Linked DNA regions of Hordeum vulgare: region 2 is linked to region 1. A link is a contact called in public Hi-C data. All regions are on one chromosome and are shown on one strand. The core of a region is the stretch at or near the end of the contact, and the rest is flanking DNA. Distances in the headings are between cores, read along the strand shown.

Evidence for each region. A called contact is a pair of places that touch in the nucleus more often than the background predicts.
Region 2: a Hi-C map of seedling shows a contact between it and region 1, with 2.3 times the contacts expected there. The contact joins the promoter of LOC123399930 here to the promoter of LOC123399925 in region 1. A contact is called at or near these places in 2 of 6 Hi-C or Micro-C datasets (leaf and seedling).

What each region holds. Positions count from the first base shown.
Region 1 is chr5H:492,467,538-492,473,485 of MorexV3_pseudomolecules_assembly, reverse strand. LOC123399925 (flowering time control protein FPA) reads left to right here and starts at 2,385. Exons shown (of 7, transcript XM_045094310.1): 1 at 2,385-2,874; 2 at 5,427-5,669; 3 at 5,759-5,833; 4 at 5,925-5,948. The coding sequence starts at 2,536.
Region 2 is chr5H:492,618,181-492,624,128 of MorexV3_pseudomolecules_assembly, reverse strand. LOC123399930 (GDP-mannose 3,5-epimerase 2) reads right to left here and starts at 2,375. Exons shown (of 7, transcript XM_045094320.1): 1 at 2,267-2,375; 2 at 1,179-1,574; 3 at 317-410; 4 at 1-117. The coding sequence starts at 1,573.

The DNA.
Region 1 (5,948 bases), core at 1,136-3,635:
ACAGTTACTCGACCATGTTACTGGGATCATTGGTGATTAGTTGTAAGACGGGTGGATTCTCGTGAGACTGTATTGTTGGCCTAATTAAAATGTTAATGGATTTGGGTATTTGATCTGGGTTGGTCGGAGACCTTTTCGCACTAACTGACTACGCGGGAAGAATTATGGGTACTCGGCGTCGCGGTATCAGCCGAAGCTTTTTAGATGTCAGCAATCGTAGTGGCGCGTGCCCGAGTGGTCCCGAGATGCATTGCGCTTGTGATTAAGGGATGCTAGGACTGACGTCGGCCGCCCTCGCATCGTGCAGGAGCGCGGAGGGGAACTGGGCCCATGAACCCTTTGCGCTTAGGATTTAGACCGGCGGGCTGACCTCTCTGATTAGTCTTAGGTGGGGCTGTGACGTGTCGATATTCCGAGGCCGCGCAGGACCCAGAAAAGTATGTCCGGCCAGAGTGTTATCGGGCGTGACGGGACATGTGGTGCGCCCCTGCAGGGATGAAAATTAACTATTCGGATAGCCGTGTCCACGGTTACAGGATGACTTGGAGTTGTGCCCCGATCTTATACAACTACAATTGTTACTTAACTGGAATTAGTTTGCCTCGAGATTTCTTCCTCGCAGGGAGTCGAGGGAGGATCTTTAGGCGTGACCTCACTTTAATATTGATGCAACAATATGACTATTATTGTTTTACCCCCTGTTCTACTCTCGTCTATTGCTGCAAGACCCTGAAGATGCTAGTCTTCGATAGGACTGGGCCTTCTCTCTCTATTCTCGCATTGCTGCAGTCAGTCCACATATAACCCCCCTTCTTTGATACTGGTGGATATTTAGCATAGTTCTGATGTAAGACTTGCGAGTACTTTGGATGAGTACTCACCGCTGCTTTGCTCCCCCCTTGTCCCCTTAATCCGTTTGCTGCGACCAGATGATGGTGCCTAGGAGATGGAGGTCCCCGCCGATGACGACTGCTACCCCGTCGGTGCCTTCTACTACGTGGAGGCCGTTGATGATCAGGAGTAGTTAGGAGGTTCCCAGGGAGGAGGCCTCGCCTCGTTCGATCGTTGTATCTTTTGTGCTAGCCTTCTCTAAGGCACCCCATGTTTTATGTCTGTACTCAGATATTGTTGCTTCCGCTGACTCGTGTGTTTATCGAGCTTTCGTATTCTAGCCCTCGAGGCCCCTGGCTTGTAATATGAAGCTGATGTTATTTTATTTGTGTCTAGAGTTGTGTTGTGATATCTTCCCGTGAGTCCTTGGATTTGATCGTACGCATTTGCGTGTATGTTTAGCGTACGATTAAACCGATGGCGTCACACCCCCATATTGTACACATTATCCATTTTGTAGGTCGGGGGGGGGGGGTCGTCTATAAAACCCCTGGCTCCCCTCCATTCAGAGGGTCGGCCATTCTCACACCCACACACCCAATACAGGAGAGGCAGATAGCGAGCCGGCTGCTCCATCTTCCTTCTCCGTCGAACAGGTCAAGGAGCATCTTGTAATCCTTTTGGTTCATCAACCACTCCAGCAGGACTAGGGGTATTATCTCACACGGAGAGCCCTGGACCTGGGTACATCGTGCGTCTTGCATCGCTAGTTATTAATCTCGTTCTCGAAGCCCGTCGGTGTCCCTTCGATCCCAACCACTTTCGATAAGCTTACCCATGACATCTGTCGTGAGAAAACGACGACATATAATAAGTAAGTCGATTCTTGTGCCGATTGCAGAAGCCATCAAGATGTAAGATGATGCAATTGTAGTCCTTATCTCCTCCAAAAAAGAGTAGTTCGAGACAAGTGAATAAGTAGTTGAGAGACAAGTCAATTCGACCGTTTCTATACATATCTCATTATTTTGTTGCGTGTTCGCATAATTGTAGTCTTATCATTTTTGTCTTTACTGATCAATTTGTCTAGTATGATGACCAAAGTTATGTCTCCTGAGAAATAAGACAACAACTAATTATTTATGTTCCTATCTACTTGTGTTTATTTTGCTAGATTGAGACGATGTAAACTTGAATGAATTATGAACGAGCTATTTGTCCTTGGTTATTAAGGCGTAATGAAAATTTCGGACTATGTGTTGGGTAAACTTGCTTATTTTGAGAAGGTTATACTTATCTGTTTTTTCTTGAAAAAACATACATATTCAGAACGTGTTTTGACTTCCTCCGTTCTACGACTCCGCACCGGAACGGAGTAGCATCCAGTGATAATTCGGGGAGCTGCTAAAACGTCACTCCACGAAGAACTGTGTGAACGGGCGTTCATTATCATTTTTCTGCATATTCATCTGTTCTGTGTGGCGGGGATATATTTTTTCTTTTTTAATTGGAGCAGGATAGAAACGGTGCCGCCCACGGACTGTGGGCAGACGTCGCTGCCCAGCCCGCGGTATATACAGTCCGGCCCGCGGGCCGGCTCCCCTCACCCCGTCCGTTCCCCGTCCCAGACAGCCGAAATCCCCACATCCTAATCCAAACCTAACTCCCGGCGATCTCTCCTTGCCCTGATCCCCACCGCCGCAGATGTCGTCGGAGCCGCCGCCCGCGGAGCCCTCCGAGGCCGCGGAGGCGGCCAGGCCGTCGGCATCCCCGCCGAAGGAATCGGAGCCCGCCGCCGCGCCAGGGGCCGCCCACGAGACGAACACGTTGTGGGTCGGCAACCTGCCCACGCACGCGGGCGAGGACGACGTCATGGCGGCCTTCGCCCCGCACGGGGCGCTCGACTGCGTCGTCATGCGCGCCGGCTCCCGCAGCTACGCCTTCGTCCTCTTCCGCTCCGTCGACGAGTCCCGGGCCGCCCTCGAGGCGCTTCGCGGGTCGAAGGTCAAGGGCTTGCCCATCCGGGTCGAGTTCGGCCGGCCGGTAACTTATCACCCCCCCCCCCCCCCTCTCCTACTCCTCTCTCTCGTCCCACCCCCACCCCCACCCGGATCCGCTCCCACCCTGGATCCCCCGGGGATCTGGGTGCGGTTCGCGATGTGAATTTTCCGGTAATTAGGTCTTGGTGCTTGTGATTTGCGGTTTATTTAGGCGGTGTGGGCTGAGGCCTCCAGCAGCTCTGAAATACTCCCTCGGTCCCAAAATTCTTGTCTTAGGTTTGTCTAGAAATGAATGTGTTTAAATACTAAAACGTGACAAATACATTCATATCTAGACAACTCTAAGACAAGAATTTTGGGACGGAGGGAGTATTTAGTTATTCGAGCGGGGGCACACGGGATCAGCGGTGACGGGGTGGTCTGGCGGAGGCACCCAGGTGGCTGGGTGCACACATGGCGAAGCAGCAACAGTCTCATCTCTGGCTGGGTAATTGTGCGTGCCGAGCTGTACTCCTTTGATCTGACCAAGAGCTGGCTTGCCAGCAGTATCCCGACGAGTTCTTGGGTAGGTGCTTCAGGCGGCAATGGCAGACGTGTCCTTAGCGTCAAGCTCAAGGTGGAGGAGGGGCGACCGCGGGTCCAAGTCCGGCAGGTGCGCGTCATCAGAGACAGAGAAAAGCGGCGGGACTCTTCGTTGGCTTGGCGGCTGTGGTAGCCGGGTCGGGAGAGGACAGTGGAATCAGAGTTTAGAGACGAGGCTGTGCCGGAGAGGGAGAGATGTGAGTGCCCGACGGCGTCTCGGATCGAGGAGGAGAGATACGGGAGGGCCGTGGTGCTGACAACGATTGAAATTGGGAGGTGAGTGAGAATTGCGCGGGGGGTGGGGGGGGGTGGGGGGTGGGAAGCTGTGCCACGTCGGCCAGCCGATTTGGAGGAACGACCAGGCTTCAGGCGACAATGGCAGACGTGTCCTTAGCGTCAAGCTCAAGGTGGAGGAGGGGCGACCGCGGGTCCAAGTCCGGCAGGTGCGCGTCATCAGAGACAGAGAAAAGCGACGGGACTCTTCGTTGGCTTGGCGGCTGTGGTAGCCGGGTCGGGAGAGGACAGTGGAATCAGAGTAGAGAGACGAGGCTGTGCCGGAGAGGGAGAGATGTGAGTGCCCGACGGCGTCTCGGATCGAGGAGGAGAGATACGGGAGGGCCCGTGGTGCTGACAACGATTGAAATTGGGAGGTGAGTGAGAATTGCGCGGGGGTGGGGGGGGGGGGGTGGGGGGTGGGAAGCTGTGCCACGTCGGCCAGCCGATTTGGAGGAACGACCAGGCTTGGCATATCGACCAAATATACCGTTCAAGGGAACGGCTGGGTTCCGGTCCTCACAGGAACCAAATATGAGAATGGGCTCTGGGTGCAGGACGGACCCATTAGATTCTACTTGGTGACCCAAACCAAACACGCCCTTAGCGAATCGTTTTCTACCACTTATGGATGGCAGTGGTGGGTAATTGTTTTTTGCGGATCTTTAGCAAATTGTTTTCCGGATTGGGGAACAAGGGTCGGGTCAGGCAGCTCTTGTTATTTCTGGATCTTTAGCGGATAGTTTTTCTACCACTTATGGATGGCAGTGGTCGGTGAAAGGGTCGGGTCAGGCAACTTCAGGGGCAAAGTCAGGACAGACGGGCAGAAGCACGAATCCCTTTATCAGTGTTCAAGAAAGCGTTTTTAACTGACACTTAAGCGCTGAGCGACGGCAAAATGCTTCGCTCTAGCCCTAAGCGGTAGATTAAGCATTTTAAAAATTTTGGCTGTTTTTATCTGCTTAGCTTCTTGGGCAATAATGGCAGCATGTCATTTAACTTATTATTAGAGTCTGTAGGGGAACTGTTCCCTTCAGATTCTGGCAACATGGCCACATGATATGCATTTGGCTATGTCTATTTGAACCGAACTGCATTTTAGTTGTTATCTTGCTTGCTGTGCGAACCTGATGTGTATTTGCTATGTTGCTAAGTGCATTTTAGATGCTATTTCAACTACCCATGTGCTATGTTTCCTATTTTCCTGTGCATATTATTCAAAACAGTCAAAGTCTGGCCAAGTTTAAAAAAACGCTCAAGCGCGCTTAAGAGCCCACTGCTCTAAGCTGTGGCCTTCTGCATTTTTGAACGTTATGCTTTATTAGTAGCTATAGAAATACTCCTAGATTGGTGATTGTTCCTTGTTCCAACTTTTAATTTGCTATGGAACAGGTCAATATCTTGTCCTGTTTGGTTTAAGTTCGAATGGTGTAACTAATAATGGATGATCCTTGGTCAGTGGTAGTTGTTTATTTTTAGCGTGAAATTGCTCCATCCATATCCTGCGTTGTTTAATGATTTGTGCACAAATGTCGCAGTTTGATGTGTGATTTGATTTAACTATGCAGTGCATGTTACCTTTGATCTGTTTCACTTTAAGTTAGACAGAGTAAATTCATAGTTATCTCATAGTTTTTGTTGCTAGGACTGCTTGGATGACGATTTTTTTCTTCCAGTATTTCATTATTACAGAAACAATATGCCTTCTGATGGCTTGTGTTTGTTGATTGATTTTTACAGGCTAGAGCTGTTAGGAACCTATGGGTTGGAGGAATTAGTCCGTCTATTTCAAAGCAAGAGGTAGAGGATGAGTTTCAAAAGTTTGGGAAGATTGAAGGCATTGCATTCTCTCATGATCAAACTTCTGCATACATCGATTTTGAGAAACTGGAGGATGCCATTTCTGCCCATAGAGCCTTGAATGGGACTGATTTAGGGGGCAAGGAATTGTGTGTTGATTTCCAGAGGTCCAGAGGCAGAGTGGTATGCATCTATTTTTGAATAGTACTTCTAGGCTGCAGTTTTTAAAGGGACACTGTCTTATTGCTAGTTATTTGTACTGATTTGGATAGGAACGGTCGGAAGCAGGCAACTTTAATGGTAGAGGATCATTGCCACCTGGTGAAATGGGAGTTGGACATGCAAAGGTACTGCTGTTTACTTGTCTTGGTTCTTGCTGTTGTACTGTCCTCTTTGATCTGCGGGTTACTTACTGTCATATCATGTTCTGTTTGTCAGGGTTCTGCTGGAGTACGAATGCGA
Region 2 (5,948 bases), core at 1,126-3,625, 150 kb before region 1:
ATATGGACCATATATATTGTGAAAGCGACCAACCCGGCACTCAATGTCAAAGTCCTTTGTGTAGTGCTTGCACAATTCCTCAGTGGCAAGTTTCTCCAAGCCATAGGCATCTTGAGGCTAAAGATAAGGCATTGCGGAAGTTAGTGCTATTTTATCACAATAATTAAGGTGTTAGTTCGTACTCCCTCCGTTCTAAAATAAGTGTCTCAAGCTTAGTATAATTTTATACTAGAGCTAGTACAAAGTTGAGACACTAATTTTGGGACGGAGGGAGTATTTCATAAAGAAACATATATGAGTGCTACAGTTTTCAAACCTCTGCCGGCCAAGCATCCGCCTCCTTCAAGCTAACTACAGTTTCCAGCTGCTTAAATTCAGGGTAGATGCAAGCACTCGAAGCATAAAAGAACCTGCAGGGAGGAAATTGAAGTTCATTAACATTTGGCTTGAGTCAACTGTTAAGGTTACTGTTTTGCTGTTGCAATATGGTTTCCTTCCTTCCATCTGCATGACTAAACAAAACTGCAACTTTCTGCATTAGGTCAAAATTATTGTAGTTGAACACATATTCTTCTTTCTTGTGATTAGTGCGGGACAATGTTTTGAAGGATCATTTTTCTTCATTGCTTCTAAGCTTACCAAACCATTACATATTAGTTAAATATGATACTGGTTATGTAAATGAATATTGCGAGATAAAAGGTCGGGGCAGATAAGATGTTGTTCAAAGATTTTAACATTTTCTGGTCTTAACGCCAATGTAACAAAGAGTCGCTACATCAACCCATCATATTGCAAAAAGTAACCCAATAAAAACTTGCCCCTATATGGGCCCATTTGAACGCTATCTCAGCAAACATAACCATGATGCATAAATAGGAATTCTACTACTTTTCCCTAATAATGTACTTAATGTGGAACATTCATTTCTCCATATCCATGAACTGAACAAAGATGTTGATAAGCCCCCTTAATTATACAAGAAACGGACATACTGCTGCCTAATCCACAATATATGTGGAGTTTATGCATTTATAGGATTTTCTTTGGACAGACAGACCTAAACCTTTGTCGAAAAAAGACAAACCTAAACAGACAATAACAGTTAGCATCTTATATAGCTTCCCCAGATGAAAAAACAAGAGGTCCATAGAAGCTAGTACTGGATGGATTGTTACCTCTTGACACCATTGATTCTACCAGCCTCAAGCATGTTAAAGCTGATCATAGTGTTGTTGTACATGATGACAGAATGGTTGGACTGGATGAAGCCCATCCCTCCCATATCAGCTGCCAGATTGAAAACATGGTCAACCCCAGTGGTTACCTTGAGGCAGTTGTCCATGACCCTCAGATCAGCAAGGTGAAACTCATGGCAGAACATATCCTCTTCCATGTGTTCGTTCTTCTTCCAGTCAGAGGCGATGATGTAGTGCCCCTCGCCCTTGAGGCGCTTTGCAATGTGGGAGGCTATGAAGCCGCCAGCTCCTGTAATCGAGATCCGCAGCTTCTCGAATGGCCAATACGGCTCCTTCTCCAACTCGGCGTACGTGTACTTCTCGTTGAGCGCCATTCTACAAACACGCAAGTTAAAAGCTGTAAGATGGCAACCAAATAGCATAGGACCGCAACCTCTTACGGCGAACAATAACATCTCTCTTATACCAAGCAACCGATTTCGACAACTAAAGGCGTAGAACTTGTTTGTAAACGTGGTGCAAAATGTACCTAGTAAAATCGTGAGGCATAATCATGTAAGTATATTCAAGATATGTAAAAGTAGCTGAACGGACACATTAGCAAAAACATTTAATCATTGCATAGCGGACGGGTGACACACCACCTGACGACTGACTGATGAAGCCGGGTTCAAATGAGCATCCATCACACAAGGCCACATGATGGCCAGCGGACTGCTCAACAACAGCAATAATGGACGAATGACTAGCTAAGCTGACTGCTTAACCAAAGCAATAATAGACCGCACGAGCAGTTCCCTTTCTTCCAAGAAGGGACAACAAAAAATCCGCCACCGACAAGCGCTTCATCATCCCCGCCACCGACAGCGAGCGCCGGCCACCCAGTGCCCGGCCCCACCAGATCTACCGACCCCGCGCCCATGCTCGCCGCGGCGGCCGCGCCTCCCGCTCGCCGGGGCGGCGGCTCACCGACGCATCGCCATGGATGGCCACGATTGTGCCTCTATGTCTCTCTCCCGCAGGTCAACCCCTCGATCTGAGAATGAAAAAATGGCAGGGGGACGAACCTGTGAGGGAATCGGGGAGCTGCTGGAGGACTGTTTTTTCCGTTTTCTCCCCCAGAATATTCTGGGTACCGGAGAGGAAAGGATGATGAGGGGCATCTGGTCAGGCTGACGAGCTCGGTTACTTATAGCCCCCATATGGGCCGGGCCGGGCCGGGCCGGGCTTTAGATGGATCGGATCGTCACTTGGAGTCAAGCTAAGCTCTTTTGACTTTGAGCAAGATTGTCTCAAAGAGAGAGACTTTGAGCAAGATTTACGATTTACTCAATCATCAAAGTCGCAAACACCCCTCATTCATTCACATAGAAAAATGTTCATCTATATATTTGCCTAATGGGATGAGTAGGGGCCTACGAGCTTGAGCTTTTCTTAAGAAAAGAAAATAGGGGGCAGCACCCTCTCATTCATTCACGTAGAAAAATGTTCATCTATATTTGTATAAGAAAAAACGGATTCAAAAACCATCAATTCATGTTTCTAAGAAATTGGTTTATTACAATAGAAAAGGCGGAGAGGAAGCTCTCCTTTTTTTTGCGAGGAGAGGAAGCTCTCCTTACCAAAAAAAATCCACACATGTCACCCCAACGACCTATGTTGCTTCGGTGACGAGCAATCGATATGTTTAGCATGCAATAAATGGTATACCAAATATCAATAACAGCGATAATCATATAATTACCATGTAATTAATATCTTCCTAATATTATGGTGCAATTAACATTCTACCAAATATTTCACACACAAATTATTTTTACCAAATATTAGCATGCAATTGATATTCTGTCAAATATTCCTCAAAAACTATATTCTGCCAAATATAAGCATGCAATCAGTATCCTACCAAATATTCCTCAAACTATATTCTACCAAATATTAGCGTGCAATTAATGTTCTACCAAATACTCCTCAAAAACTATATTCTACCAAATATTAGTGTGCAGTTAATATTCTATTGAGTACTCCATAAAAAATAATTTCTACCAAATACTAACGTGCATTGCACATATACATTTACTGGTTACAAATAATGGTCCTGATTTCATCATATGGTTCATTAGACCAACTAGATGATAATCCTCGCATTAACGTGGTAATCCTGTTAAATGAAATACATAATTAGGCGTGAGAATTCTAAGAGGTAAGTTTTAAAATGGTAAAGACTTCATGTCGGCTACAAAAAGAAGAGGATCGTCCCATACTTGTTGTACCATACTAACAAGGAAGCTCATCGGTCGATTCTAAATAAGAGAGTTGGTGATGGTGAATCAATCAGAATATGGGAGGACATGTCGATCCCTACCAACTATTCCTACAAGATCATAGTAAAACCTCCTAACTCTAATGTTAATAACGTCGATCAGATTCTTGATGCCACCAACAAATATATGGGATGAGGAGATTGTCAGAGCTAATTTGCTAGGTATTGATGTTGAAGCTATCCTACATACACTAGGCATTTTTGGTGACATCGGCATATAAGTTGCTTATTAAGAAACAATGGAGAATGGTTCTCACTTCAAGCTCGAGTAATGGGTATAGTATGGCATGGAAAATCTTATGGCGGATGGAGGTTTGACCCAAAATGAGGTGTTTCTGGTGGAGGGTTATCCACAACTTTGTTACATGTCATGCAGTGCTGCTTCGGGATTGACGCATTGAGAAAATCTCGTTCTACGAGGATTGTTGGGTTGAGGAGAGTACATATCATGCCTTATTCACATGCCCATGGGCTCGCATGTTCCGGGAACAGATGGTGACATGACCTGGGATTAAACTTCCCAAGCTTCATCCAGACTTGTGGACACTTGATATGATACAGGGAGGTAAGGTGGACTAAAGCTTGACGTGTATGATTTTATGTAGTGTGTGACCAGTTTGGTTTGAATGGAATGCAAGGAGGCATGAGGAACAACGATGCTCGGTTCCAAAATCTGCTAAGTGAGCAATTGATATCGTAGCGGAGTTAGCTCAGATTGGAAGGGAGCAAGAAAAGACTAACATTCAGTTCCAAGATTGGCGGAAGCCGCTAGACGAACTATTCTCAAACTTAATGTGGATGCTCGATTTGTTGAAAGTGCAGGTCATGGAGGTATCGGTTGTCTCATCTGCAATGCAACTGGAAACCTTATACGGGCACAAACCATATGGTATGATTTTGCTACTTCTTCTAGGTTGATGGAGGACATCGTCTGAGATGCAATTTGACTAGCAAATGATATGGGATGGCAGCAGATTGAGATTGAGAGAAATTCTGTGGAGGTAGTAAATCTTTGGAAATCATGGACTTTTGAATGGCCTAATATTGCATGTGCTAGCAGGAGGTCAAGGAGCTATGCGAGAATTTTACTAGCTTTAGCTTATCTTACATTGGAGGCAATATGAAAGCCCATCTTTATACTCATCGGGCTAGTGAGATTCGTCGGAGGTGCCTTTGGATCAACTTTGTTCCAAACTTTCTTCGTGATTGTATTACCCATGAATGTATTACGTCTGAATAATCAATAAAGATCTAAACTTACTAAAAAAATATAAGTTATGAAAAAAAGTAAGAGTATTCTTAATTTTTACTTTAAAAATGTTTAGAAAATATGGACAATGTAATAAAATGGTGTATAAAAAGAGTGTCATTTTTATAGAATGCGAAGGATCGACTATATAGGTACGCTCCAAGCACCCCACACATATACAGTGTCTATGAGAGCATAAAACTTAGTGCAAAAAATTACCTAATGACTTACATGCATGAACTGATGATGTGACATAACAACACTGCATGGATATAGTAATGGCATAAAAACTTAAACTTAGATGCATGACTTGATGATGTGGCATGGTTGCATGGCTACAAAATATAGGTATAGTGCATTTCACAATTAAGTGCAACGTCATTTGAAACCCACTTAGAATCCACTAATGCATGTTGCATGATAGAGGATTCTCATGCTAGATTGGACAAATGCTGGTGGATCGAGCTAGTAAATCTAACAACTACAACAATTTTGATGATGTGGAAACATGCATGTTGAGACAATTTGAAATAGTGGGATCACTCTTAGGTATATAGGATACGACCTAACATCATGTTCTTCAGATTTGTCAGTACATGAATTGACTAATTACAACAATGTATGACTTTAGATAAAATCACTGCATAAGAACTTTGTGGCCCTACTTTTAACATCCTCAATTATGGCACCTAAAGGGGACATGTCAAAACTCACATCTCGTACCTTATCCATTTGCGACAATAAATTGGAGGCCATCTAACTCTTGTGAAAAATGACATCTACAACAAACATGAGGGCTTGCCTAACATCAACACCTTCACCCACTTCTGTGTTTTGGATGTGATCAACATAAGAGCCTCTATATGCAACCAAATGTGCTTAGATGATCTCGCACCACAACTTCATAGGCAGTCCGTCCTAACTGGGAGAAAATCACAGCATCTACATTGATTGTATTCAACAACCAACCTTCTAACGGTACACACCATTTTTGGGTTAATCTTGAGGTTTCACGTTCGTTGAAAGCTGGTGGGCTAACTTTACCATTGTGATAGTTGTTCATGTTCTCCGAATTTGGCACATAGCCACGACCATGATCACATCTTGGGATGGCATGGCTACCACTATCAAGTCGAGCAACCATTTTCTTAATATGAGTAAGTTTCTTTAGTTTTAT